4 separate regions of the Mus musculus genome follow, and regions 2, 3 and 4 are each linked to region 1. Evidence: chromatin contacts called from public promoter capture Hi-C data. All regions are on one chromosome and are shown on one strand. Each heading gives the region's core, a stretch centred on a gene start, on an enhancer-like site or on the middle of the called end of the contact. The rest is flanking DNA. Distances are from core to core; before and after follow the strand shown.

Region 1 (3,337 bases), core at 828-3,327:
CATGAAGCCTTGTGTTCATTCTCTAGGCACCACCAAAAAAAAAAAAAAAAAAAAAAAAAAACAACAACAACAACAACAACAACAACAACAACAAAAAAAACTGGCCAGTGCACATCTGTAATCTCAGCACCTGGGAGGCCAAGACAGGAGAATCAGACATTCAAGATCATCCTCCTTTGTGTAGAAGGTTGAAGGCTAGCCTGGGCGACCTGAGACCCTCACCCCATCCCCACCCCCAAAACGATAAAACAAAATGCAAGACAAGGAGACCACATTCATAGAACTCGAACTCCTATGCTAGTCTTCAGAAAGATGCTTTCAGATGAATTCTCAGATAAGCTACTATGGCCACTTCAAACCTGCCTGCAGGTACACAATTCCACATTAGTCTTATCCTGCTATGAGTTTCAGACACAAGCTTCCTATGGTTTGCACGCAAAAAGAAAAAAGGCGAGTCAGAACCATAATAAGAACCGGCTCCCGCCAGCTGTGGCTTCCCCGGAACCGGGTGGACACTTTTAGGCGGCAGGGTGCAGGGCCAGCCCCTCCTCCCAGGTGTGTTACCTGAGCACAGTCACGCTCCCCCTGCGCACCGGCAGAGAAAGCACAGGTTCCGACACCCGGATGGGCTTGAACTGGAACTTGCAGCCGAAGCAAAGTGCCGAGTCGCTGAAGAAAGACACGGACACGATGGGGCGCTCGAAGATGTGGATGGGGTCAACGTGGGACACGATGCAGCCGCCGGGCTGGTAGTCGTTGATGACCGCGCTGTTGACGAAGCCCTCGGGGATGACGCGGTGCTCCACCAGCTTCTGGATCACCAGCTGATGCACCCAGTCCGGGATCTCGTCGACGTCGCCCGGCGGGTAGAGGCGCTCCTGGCCCGGCCCGCGCTTCTGCAGCTGGGCCCCGTACGTGTAGCCCTCGCCGAAGAAGTACTTGTTGCGCAGGGGGGCCCGGTCCACCGTGTGCTCGTTGTACAGGCCCTTCTCGGCGCGGGACACCACCTCATCGATGCGGGCCTCGATCTTGGAGCACTCATCCTGACTGAAGAGCCGGATCTGCCGGATGCCGCTCTTCACCTTGCGCGCCTCTTCCTCCTTCTGCAACTGATGCTCCTCGTAGTCGCTGCGCTCGGGGTCCGAGTCCTCCTGGTATTTCCGCTTGGTGGTCCCGGACGCCGGGTAAGGCTCAGCGGCGGCCGCGGCAGCGGCAGCGGCAGCCACGGCGGCGGCCGCAGCGGCGGCGGCCTCCCGACTGCCCGCCTTGTAGTTGTCCCGGGACGTCATGGACTTGAGCTTCTCCCGCAGGTCGGTGTAGCCGCTGGCGGCCGCCATGGCCCCCGCCAACTCAACTCTAGGGTCCTCCGCGGCGGTCCGGCATGGCTCTCAGGGGACCCGAAAGGGACCCGAAAGGGAAGCGAGGGTCCTCAGTGCCAGGCCCCCATGCGTGGCTCAAGGGACCAAAGGGGTAGGCGTAGAGGGGCCGGGAAGGGGTCGAACCTCAGCCGCGGTCGGTCATGCAGCACCAGCTACAGCGGGGCTTCCTCCTCCTCCACCTTCTCCGCGTCCTGAGGGAAAAAGGCGCCGGCAGCGCCTCATGCCGCGGAGGGCTTCGGCCAAGACTCCGCCAGACTCCCGGTCGGACCCTCAGACGCCCGGCCCGGCCCGCACTTTAAAGCTCTCCTCACGACGTCACCGCCAGCCCGCCCGACCTCCGACAGCGCCGCTCCTTAGCGGGCTTCTCGACGCGCGTGCGCACTGCCGGCGGCCACGAGACTCCACGTACTTTGAGCATGCGCGTGCGTGCCGCCCAGTCGGCGGAGAGGCCGGCGCATGCGCAGACGAGGCCCGCTCGTCGGCCGCCGCCCCTCCCCCCACCCGCGGAAAGCTTCGAGAACAGCTCCCGAAAACAACAATTTGCCTGCACGCCAAGCCGCCTCCGGGGCCGAGGGACTCCACCCGCCGGAGTGTGCTCGCGGTGTCCACTGGACAGCGCTGCCGCGTCACGGCATCGTGCGGATGCCCGCAGACGCCTCAGCTTCCAGCGCACAAATCCTCGGGAATCGCCACAACCCAGTCCGCCCCGTGACCGCCCCCTTTGGAGCTTCCACTTTCTTAATTGGACTGCCGGCCACGCGTTGGGCAAACACGGACTGGAGTTTCCAGAGTCGGTTGGTAAATCATGCTTGTCAATCAACTAGTCTCCTTGGCTACTGCGTCCATCACTTAATTAGCTTCGGGCAGAAGCTCGAGGACCCCTGAAGAGTGAATGGGTGGCTAAGTAAGTGCCTGAATGGAGTTCTCGGCGACGAAAAGCCCTCAGGACTCCGGTGAAGCTTCGGAAACAGTGGAAAGTTAAAATTACGGGCAGGAGAGCATCAGGCCCAAACTGTGGAGCAAGCCAGGACAACAAAAGCTGGAGGCGCGCGGTCCGGGCACCCACACCCCATTCCCGCCGCCATCGCTTCCCGAAGCGGACGTTCCACAAGTCACGTCCCGGGACTGCCCACGGGTCGCGCAGCCGCGGGCACGCGCACGGGCACGTCACGTTCCTACTGGGGTTGGGCGTTGTTATAGGGGGCGACAAAAAGGCTTTCCTGTCTGAAGGGCGCAGATTTACCACGGATCGGTCCAAATTGGAAATATTCTTCAGACAGAAAATAAATAAATTGCACAGTGGGATGGTAAATGCGTCTCAGCACTCTGGAGACTGGTTGGAGGATAGCTCACAAATTGGATGCCAACCTAGGCTACACAGCGAGCCTCTGTCTCAAAACAACTACAACAAACCCAAACAATAAAAAATCCTGAAGCGGAGGAGAAAGCCTGAACAAAGGTTTAGCCGTGCTGGAGGTCCCTGGGCACTCCAGCAAATAGGAATAGCAAAGAGGTTCTGCTCTGAACCTCCCCAAGATGAATTCCAGCTTCCTTTTCTGGTTCCCAGTCCCTTTTCCAGTCTTTGATACTCCGTCAGATTTTCATATATCGCCGCCCCTCCTGGCTGTCCATGCTGTCTGTCATCTGTAATGCCTGTCCATCTACAGTGTCTGTCACACAGCTCACCCCTTGTCTTCCAGGCATCCCAGAGTCTGGTGTGTAAAACCAGGAACCAGTACTTACCTCGAACGGTGGTTGTGAGGATGGAATGACGCAGCAGAAGGATTGCTGATACAGCATCCAGACCTCAGTCTTCTAATCTGAAAACTGAGGGTGGCAGCAGTCTCTGTTGGAAAGTGGGGACTGTGTGGTAACTTGGAAAAGTTTGTGGAGTGGAAAGCCAAGAAATTAGGGAATCCAGGCCACCCTCTCTCCCAAACAGCAGGCAGACAAAAGGG
Region 2 (3,200 bases), core at 433-2,932, 1.1 Mb after region 1:
GCTTATGATGGCCTTACGTACTGACATGTCCAAGCTGAAAATACCATAAATGTCAAAACATACTAACAGTATGTGTTTATATGCTCACAACCTTAGCATTCCCAGTTCCAAAAGGAAAACACAACAGTGTGCCTAAGTGCATGACTACCGTAGCTTAGCACAGCAACAGAGCACACTGTAAAGGTGTGATCATTTTAGTAGATCCGGGGGTTTAGATGGAGGTTATGGCTTCTTGACCCTGTCCATCATTGAGAGAGAAGGGTGGGAGATGAACAGACCATATATAGCTAGCCTGGGAAGACACCATAATTCAAATTTTGAAGTAGTTTCTACTGACTGCAATGCATTCTTGCTCCAGCAAGACGTCAAAAATCTCCTAAGTAAAGCTGTCACAAGATGCTGTGTGAGAAAAGTGGAAGCTGATAAGGGAGAGTATTGAATGTGTCTTTAAAGAGTAAAGGGGTTTCCAAAGTGGGACAAGAGTGGTTGCGGAAAGGTCACTTGTCCCTTTAGAGAGCTTAGAATGGCCCAGGGGATGGCAAGAATCCCCAGAGCAATCGTAGAAGGAACAAGCGTCCTCTCAGTGGGGTTGCAGAGAGGACAGCCCCAGAGGATCTGAGATACCAGCTCAAAAATACAGAAGAGGAAGGAGACACCAGGCCGCCTGTACCCATACAAGATGTACGAAAGACTTACCTTCCCCATAATAGTCTACCTGGCTCGCTATGTTGATCTCCCCACATCTTCGCATCAGTTCTGTGATACACATTAGAACTCTGCTGTAGAGGTAGCCCCTCTGAGTGCAGTGGGCGTGCTCCACCTGGACTGGCTGCACTAGCTGCTTAGGGTAAGTGCCCAATGGCCATGCGCCGTCCTGTCTTATTACCTGCACAGATGCCAGTCCTTGAGGTAGAGGCAGCCCCGCGAAGAGGAGTAACTCCCTTGGATGTAGTCCTTCCAGTAACTGATATAGTCGCGGAAGGACATGTGCTCCTTGGGGTTTGAATTGTATTCTCGCACTCCACAGTTGGCAACCGGTACAACCGCGTCTCCTGCAGCGAGAGAGTCAGCACAGAAATGGCAGAGTCATACACGTAGTTCACCATCTTGGGGTCCGGCCACCCTCTGGCCGAATTATCCAGACTCCACTAGTCTGTCCGGCCCCGGCCGCCCTCCCATGCCGGGGTCTATACCTCCCGTCTGCGCCCTCCTACCATACTTCTGCTGCAGATACTCGAAGTCAGGCTTTCCCTCCGAGGTCACCCAGCGCCGCCTGCTGCCCCAGCCCTCGGTGAAGGCGCTAGAAAACACGCAGGGCAGGTTAGGCAGCAGGAAGCCCTTCACGAAGTCAGCATAGGAGAAGGCGTTCGGGGTCTGAATGAAGGTCACGCCGCTGGGTGTGGGGCCGCCACCGCCGCTAGGGACTGGGTCTCGGAGGTCCCGGTAGTACCGCTCGGCAAAGGTGCGTGTCTCCCGATCCATCCACCGGGAAACCTGACCCCAGAGGCCCAGTCCGGCTTCTCGCTACACCCCAAATAGGGACCGGAGGCTGAGAAACCCCCTAAAATCAGCTCGGAGTGGTAACCACAGAGAAAGAGCCCGGAACGAAAAGCCACAGGTGCGACATTCCAGCAGGAACGCGGGCCTTGGGGCTCCCAGGGTGTGCGCGTGCGCGCCTACGCGGCCCCGCCCTCTCGCGCAGGCGTACAAGCGCTCGCCGAGTGGCTGACCTGCTCCCCAGCTGCTGGCGTCTCTGTCTGGTGGTCCAGTGGAGCGTGCCATTGCGTCTTCTGCGTGCTCCTCTTGCCTCAGGTGAGCTGCTACCGCGCAGCTAGCCAGTACCGGAGCCCGCCACCGACACAGGAGATGAACATCAGTCTCAAACCTCAAAGGATGACTGGGTCCTGAGAGGATGCTGGGGCGCAGAGCGGGCGGTCAGGATCCGCGGGGGGTGGGGCGGCGGGGTGGGGGTGGGGCGGCGGGTGGGGGTGGGGCGGCGGGGTTGGGCGGCGGGGTGGGGGGTGGGGGTGATGTTCCCGAGTGTCTTGGATAGATTGTGGAGGAACCTTTTAAAGGATTGTGATGTTTCCTTAGAAATAGAACGAGGAAAAATTAAAAGGAGAAAATGAGCTTTTTTGGGGGGCGGGGGGGGGGAGATGCTGAGGTTCAGGTAGAGAGGTATGTATGCATTGGGAAGAGGGGAAGGATAGAAACGAGGCGGAGGAGGGTTGTTTGGCCAAACTCGCCTGTTGTGGCCTTTATCGTGACGCTTGTCTGGAGCTGTGTTGCGGCTAGGTCATGGTAGAGATGACAGCTCATAGAGAAATTCAAGTGACGAGAAACATCGATGCCAGGACTCGTGGTGCACGCCTATAATCCCAGTATTGGGGATGCTGAAACGGAAAGGTTCCGAGGTTCTAAGCCAAAATGAACCACAAATCATGACTTAGCTCCAAAAGAAAAAAAGCCAGGTTACAATAACAACAACAATAAAACCCCAACGCACCCAGAATTCCATTCACGTGTAATCACTAACTCTGGTATTGAGCCAGTTTTTTCCAGGTATGCATGTGTTTATACATTTTATCCCTGTTACCCCCTCCCTCTCTTCCCTCTTTTCCTGCATTGGCAGCATGTTATATTTGGAAACACCATTTTAGATTTTTTAAAATCTCCTCCTACAATTGGCCTACAATTCTTAAAATTCCTGGACAGGTTGAGTTGATAAATGCCATTTTGCATGCTAATGAGTCCAACACCATCCAACAGCCAGTAGGGTAGATTCCAGATGGAATGGCTCACTGAAAGACCTGAGTAGGATCAGAGGGTGGGGACTTTGAACCCAGCCCTCAGCTTCTAGGGCTAAAGGTTGAGTGGGTCATCAGTGGTCAGTGTCTCATCAGTCATGTCCACAGCATCCCTAGAAGACCCATTCAGAGGATCCTATGTGCTTAGGGAGGTGAGGGCTGGTTCTTCTTAGAAGTTGGTGGTTTTCTGAGTAATACGAGCTTCTAGGGGAACTCCAAACCAAGGAGGACCTCTGGAACCCTGCTTTCTAGGTGCTGGCCATCAGAGTGGTACTACAACCTGGGCTTGCATCTGCACCAATGTAGGGACATCTTGGGAGACAGAACCCCACCCTTGGGACCTAATATGATCTTGAGGCAGACATTTGTCAGAGCTGAACTGAATTAAGGACA
Region 3 (3,018 bases), core at 515-3,014, 1.1 Mb after region 1:
CGCCCGGCTGCCGTCCTGCAGGCTGCAGGCTCTGCCTTTCACCACCCAGGCAACAGCCAGGGCCCCACTCCTGAAAGACACTGGCAACACACCTCTTAGCCGATTTGTTTTCTCCTCATCTTTTTTATTTTTATTTCTACCAGGGTAGAGGCCGTGTTGAGCTGGCCTCTAATGAGGACTTTAAATTTCCCCTGGATGGTTGTTGGGCGGGAGGGGACTTTTTTTTCTGAATGGCTATTAATAGTATTAGATCATTACAACTTATGTAATTTTCAAAGGTTGTGCGATTATAAGGGAAAGAGGCAAACCATAGATAACACAGAGCCCGATTAAAATAAATTGGCATTGGAGTGCTTCACCCTTTAAAAAAAAATTATAGATGTGGCCCTTCATTAACTTCTATTCGAAGCTGGGCAGTGGGGGCGCATGCCTTTAGTCCCAGCACTTGGGAGGCAGAGGCAGGCGGATTTCTGAGTTCAAGGCCAGCCTGGTCTACAGAGTGAGTTCCAGGACAGCCAACATTACACAGAGAAACCCTGTCTCGAAAAACCAAAAAAAAAAAAAAAAAAAAAAAAAAACCAAACAAACAAAACTTCTATTCAACATTGCTATCTTAGAGGAGTGCCTTCCCTTTTAAAGCTCAGGCTAGCTCCTTGTTTTGGCCAGAGCTCTCTAGATGAACAGAGCTGATAGTATATATATAATTTATTAGAGTGCTTTACAGGCTGTGGTTCAGCTAGTTCGATACTAGCTGTCCCCCAACAGAGAGCTGTGGGCAACCCATGGGGACGGATGTCTCTGTTGGTCCTCAGTAGACACTGGAACCCTAAAGAAGTAGATTCTAATAGCAGCAAAGGCATGCTTTGGTGGCAGGGGAGACAGACTTGCCAATGGGAGGGGAGACAAGCAGGTAAGGAGCAGGAGCTTCCTTCTTCCACATTGCATCATATAGCCTGTCATGAAGGTGTGCTTCAGGGTTAGAGTAGGTCCTCTAACCTCAGATGATCCAGTCAAGAAAAATCGCTCACAAGCATTCCCAGCCTCTCGGGTTTTAGTTGATTCTAGACGTAGCCAAGGTGACAACCAACAATAGCCATTACAGTCCTCAAGCTAGGAAGATTATGACATCTAAATTTTTAAAAATGAGGGCTCTGGCTCAGTTGGCAGAGTCCTTGTTTAGAATACAAGAAGTCCTTAGCAGGATCCCCAGTGATGCATAATAGCACACATGTCCTTCTAGCACTCCAAAGATGGAGGCAAGCAGATCCGGGGGTTCAAGGCTGGCCTGAACTGTATTTGAGGCAAGCTACACGAGACCCTCCCTGTCTCAATGTATTCACAATAAAAATTTCAAATAATTGTCATGTTAGGAATTTCCAGTTGTAAATAGCATATGTGTGTGTGTGTATGTATATGTGTATATCTATCTATCTATCTATCTATCTATCTATCTATCTATCTATCTATCTCTATCTCTATCTCTCTCTCTATCTATCTATCTATATGTTATTGTTCCATGGATATGTTTCTGTAGGTAAAGTACAAGTGTGTCCTGTCCTGGCAGGGCCATTGCTAGAGTGCAAACAAATCTTGTCCCGTAAGTATCTCTCTGTCAAAGGTTAGATTACATCCCTAATCACTCAAGGATTGGGGGCGTGTCCAAACCCTTCGTCTATCAGAGTGGAATTGTCCAATCAGGCCGCAGCTCGAGCGGAGGGGCGGGGCAGGATGCTTTACTCTCGCGGTGTTTGGTTCTTTTCACTGTTTAGTTCTTGTTCAGGTTCCGTTTCTTCAGGTTCTATGTCTGGCTCACAGTTGTGTATGGTGGCTCCGCTGTAGCTAGCGTCCTTATGAGGTGCAGACGACGACGATGCGGGACAGCAGAAATTCGGAAATGGTGAGCGTTCCGGCCGACGCTGGCTACAGCCAACCAGTACCAGCCGCAGGGAAGGCCTCCGTAGCTGGTGTCTGCGGCCCGATCCCGGTGCTGTCCGGTGTCCTGGGTGTCCTGGGTCCCCTCGCTTCCCATCTGCCCTCGCGGCGGCCTGACCGACTCACCTCAGGACTTGGGGCGTCATGGCCGACCCACCTTAGGACTTGGGACGCTGGCTTCTTGGTTGTGGGTTCCCGCCCTTCAGCCATGGCTGGGCTTTCCCGAGTCTTGGAAAGTGGGGTCTCAATCTATTTACTCTTCGCCTGCCTGTCCCACGCCCCCGTGTTCACAGTGAAGTCCCAAAATTCCAGTCTTTAGGGCCGTCCCCCCGCTAGTCTCAGGACATCGATGGTTGGTTAGTAGGAAAAAGCCGAGAGAGATTTCGTCAGTGCGGGCACCGTAGAAGCGGGACAGATGAAGGGTCTAGGACACTCCTACCCCAATTGATCTTTGGACAGGAGCTTTAGGCTTAAATAGAGGAAGGCCAGACCAAAAAAAAAAAAAGCTTAAACACAGCAGCCTAATGTAAGGTGGGCCCCGCCCATCTTTGTCTCCGCTCATTTGAGACCTGAAGGGGACTAGGTGTTTCTCTGGAGATAGCTCCTGCTTCTGTGAAGGGCTGTCCTTCCATGAATCCTGGGTGACTGCAGGTTAAGGACCATAACTTATCTCTGTGCCCTCAGCGGCAGAGTGAAGGCCGGGATGCCAGGCGGTCATCCCGCCTTTATTTGTGGCTGTATGTGGATACACACACGTGTGTGGGTGTCTGAGGAAGTCAGAAGACGGTGTCAGATTCCCTGGAGCTAAAGGTATGGGCGGTTATGAGCTGCCCCAAAGTGGTTGCTGGAAACTGAACTCCATCCAGCTTTCTTCAAGAGCAACAAATGCTCTTAACCACTGAGCCATCTCTGCAGTGCCCCCCGCCCCCAACAGTTTCAGTACCAGTATTTTCAAATGCCAACTTCTACTGTAAAAGGTTTTAAAAGTGACAACCATTACTGTTTATTTTCGTTGCTAAATAAATAGAAATTGACACAATATCTTTTTCATTTCCTATTAGTAATGGTCCCAGGTTCAGAACTGCC
Region 4 (3,047 bases), core at 238-2,737, 1.1 Mb before region 1:
TGGCCTTGTACACTGACTGCCTCATTCTGGACCCGGACAGTGAAGGGGTCAGACCCAGGTAGGAACACTCTCACTACCACCTGAAGACAGACCTGCTCTAGATATATCGCAACTTGCTGGGCTACCTTGCCTGTCAAATCAGGCACACCTCTGCTCATTCATGGCCACCCAGCTATGGTTTGACTGTCTGTACAAGCATTGTACACAGCTTCTCAAGATGTGTGTGTGTCAGTATGGAGCAGTCACCCAAAGCCGGGCACTGTGCAGCCCAGTCAACGGCTGTCAGCTAAGGGAATCCACACAAGGCCTGAAGAGCCTCTTGATGGCAAACCACAACCTAAGTAAATACCCTCACCTCTTCCACTGGTGAAAACCTTCAATAGGTACCACCTGCTCTGGCCTGGACAGCTGCTGCTACTGTAGCACTCAGAGAAAAGCTTGGAGAACCACCACCAGCCACACAGCACAGCTAGGAAGCAGGCAGATTTCCTCAGGGCTCCAGACCAGCCTCCACGTCTCTCCCGAGACCCCTGCCAGCAAGCTCATGTATGTGTGCAAGCTTCTATCTGCTCCTGGGTCTGAGACGAGATAAGGGAGAGTGGGTGAGAGAAAGGCCGCATTCCTCCCACACAGCTCATGGTTTGCATTTGGGGAACTCAGAAACACTCCAGGAGGGCACAGAAGCCCACTCAGCCTGGAAGCCCAGTGCCACCTGCTAGAGGGAGTGGACATTCAGCTTCTGATCACCGGAGGAGGCAACCGAGAGGCCAGTCAGAGGTCCAGGGGCTGTCTCGGTGCCCATGCGTGCTGGGTGAATGGGGGTCTCGCCGTGGCGCCTCACCTTCTGCGCCTGGCTGACCATCTTGCGCACCACTTCCTTGATGTGCGGCTGCCCGTCGATGGGTGGCTGCATGTAGACGCTGGCCCGGGTCACACCTCGGTAGGCAATGGTGTCAGGCCAGCCCAGGTCCAGCTGCGGGATGGAGCGGTCCGACTTCTGGGGCCAATACTCCAGCGAGGGCAGCGTCTCCGTGGCTGGGGGCCCGCCCGCCGCACTGGTCTCCTCGCTGGCATCCGCGCCTCCGTTGTCCTGGGGTTCGGGGCGGCGGCCCGAGACCCGCGGGTCCTCAGAGCCCGGGTCGTACACCTCGATGGCCTCCACGATACGCGAAAGCTCCAGCTCCGAAAGAAAGTCGCGGATGTTCTCGCGCTTCAGCACCTCGTAGAAGGCGTCGCGACCCCGGGCCACCAGGGCCTCCAGGGCCAGCCTCTGCTCCTCGCTGTAGAAGAACTCGGGCTTCGACTCGCTGGATCGCCAGTTCACGTGGTTGTCGTCCAGACACTGCACCTGGGAGAAGGCCATGGTGGCCCTCGCTGTGGGAACGCGGCCCGACGGGCACCGCGCTCTCAGGCTCCGGGGCCTCGGCGCCTCTGAGAACCGCACCTGAGGGAATCAGCAAAAGACCGCGGTCGGGGTCAGAGGGCGGGCGGGGGCGTGGCGAAGGAAGGGGCGTGGCGGGTAGTGTGTGGGCGGAGCGAGGCGTGGCGAGGTTAGCCAGAGCCGTCCAGGGCCGCGGTTGTCCTCTGCCTCTGTCTTGGGATCCGCCTGAGGTTCTCGGAATCCTGGGAATAAGCTGGGGCTGACGGGGACCCTCGCCCCAGTCCGGAGTAAGAGCCGGGACGCCAGCCCAAGTGAGGCTCGCAAACCCGGAGGAGGGACTTGCTTACCAAGCAGGTGGCGCCGTGCAGACCGGACGACCCGAGGAACCACAGGCGTTGGTGGTGGCACCGGGCTGGACCGCCGGTGACTAAGGGCGGTCCCGCCCACCCTGCCACCCTCACCTGGGGTCACGTGCGGCCCCGGGGGCGGAGCCGGAAGCTGATTCATCTCCTCAGACGGCGCAAGGCTGGACAATTTGCTGCCTCTAAGCCTCGTGGAAGTCTTCCTCTGCCCCCCAGTCCCGCTGGCGATCCTGGTCCATCTCTGGCCCGGTTCTGTCTTGCGGGTGGGATGCTCAGCTGTCCAGTTGTAGACTGAAGGTTGGGTCGTGGGCCGAGGCCCAGCTCCAGCTCCAACTGCTTCCACACTCTTGCTCTCCATGTGCACAGACCAGATACAGATTAGTCCTGAGCCCAACTGCTTGCTGGGATCCCACCTAGCAGAACCTGGTGCACCTCACATGCCTGAACCCTGCGCCAGAAAAGGGTAGAGAGAACCAAGCTGTGCTCAAACGCAGCTCTTGGCTGTTCCCCAGTGATGGAGACCATTAGGTCCTTATCTGAGGGCAGGATGTCAGGTGCAGTTTGGCAAAGGGCTCCTTCCTGAAGCTTCTTGTTTCAGGACACCAGGCCAATACTGCCCTGTCTTTCTAGCCTACTTACCATCTCTGGGTCAGGATAGAGCTGGTTTGAGTCCCAGTGGACCCTGGCCTTAACCTAATGAGGACAAGCTAATGGCAACATTGTACCCTCCAGACATGTCCTCACTGTTCATTTTCCAGTAAGGCCTCCTTGCCCTGCATTCACTGCTTTCAAAGCTTCAAAGCCTAGTTAGCATCCTTGGAGTCCTCACCACTGATCCCCAGACTCAAACCCTTCACCTCTAGCCTCAAAGTCCTCATCAGGCCTTACACTGGGTGAACACTGTGGTTCATACCTGCTCTTGCTTGGCACTCTTGCCCACCTCGGGCACCTGAGTCACCTCCTTACCTCCCATTCCCAAGGAGCAGAGAGGGGCAGTGATGAGTGTGAGTCTTGTACCCTCAACAAAGATGTGCTGACCCTCAGTTTATTCTCTTGTTCTTACCACTGTGGAGTTCCCGGCTTCATTAAGGAACCTGGCCCTCTGGCTGGAAGGCTCATCTGCTCCACTCAAGTCACAAGAAGCTGTAAAGAGTGAATGGAGAGGCTATTCATTTTCTCCAGTTTCATCTGATATGACTGTCTTGGCCAGAAAATCCTTTGGGCCATCCACAGAGCTGCATCAGATCTTGTGTGTGTGTGTGTGTGTGTGTGTGTGTGTGTGTGTGCGTGCGCGTGAGCGCTGG

Evidence for each region. Promoter capture Hi-C pulls out the DNA fragments that hold promoters and counts their contacts.
Region 2: a promoter capture Hi-C map of liver shows a contact between it and region 1, with 4 times the contacts expected there. The contact joins the promoter of Jmjd4 here to the promoter of Alkbh5 in region 1. A contact is called at or near these places in 3 of 39 promoter capture datasets (liver and pre-B cells).
Region 3: a contact with region 1 is called in a promoter capture Hi-C map of pre-B cells, with 2.5 times the contacts expected there. The contact joins the promoter of Zfp867 here to the promoter of Alkbh5 in region 1. A contact is called at or near these places in 4 of 39 promoter capture datasets (the C10 cell line, liver and pre-B cells) and 1 of 115 datasets of contacts at active chromatin or transcription factors (kidney).
Region 4: a promoter capture Hi-C map of liver shows a contact between it and region 1, with 5 times the contacts expected there. The contact joins the promoter of Fam83g here to the promoter of Alkbh5 in region 1. A contact is called at or near these places in 4 of 39 promoter capture datasets (liver, pre-B cells and stem cell-derived epiblast-like cells), 1 of 484 Hi-C or Micro-C datasets (embryonic stem cells) and 1 of 115 datasets of contacts at active chromatin or transcription factors (embryonic forebrain).

What each region holds. Positions count from the first base shown.
Region 1 is chr11:60,536,423-60,539,759 of GRCm38.p6, reverse strand. Alkbh5 (alkB homolog 5, RNA demethylase) reads right to left here and starts at 2,077. Exons shown (of 4, transcript NM_172943.4): 1 at 565-2,077. The coding sequence starts at 1,337.
Region 2 is chr11:59,448,527-59,451,726 of GRCm38.p6, reverse strand. Jmjd4 (jumonji domain containing 4) reads right to left here and starts at 1,682. Exons shown (of 6, transcript NM_178659.6): 1 at 1,215-1,682; 2 at 887-1,052. The coding sequence starts at 1,482. It overlaps Snap47 (synaptosomal-associated protein, 47), which reads left to right and starts at 1,693. Exons shown (of 5, transcript NM_144521.3): 1 at 1,693-1,812.
Region 3 is chr11:59,471,220-59,474,237 of GRCm38.p6, reverse strand. It overlaps Zfp867 (zinc finger protein 867), which reads left to right and starts at 1,764. Exons shown (of 4, transcript NM_178417.3): 1 at 1,764-1,897. The coding sequence starts at 1,871. It also overlaps the pseudogene Gm12263.
Region 4 is chr11:61,682,850-61,685,896 of GRCm38.p6, reverse strand. It overlaps Fam83g (family with sequence similarity 83, member G), which reads right to left and starts at 1,487. Exons shown (of 5, transcript NM_178618.3): 1 at 842-1,487. The coding sequence starts at 1,363. All of the region lies in intron 9 of Slc5a10 (solute carrier family 5 (sodium/glucose cotransporter), member 10), which reads left to right.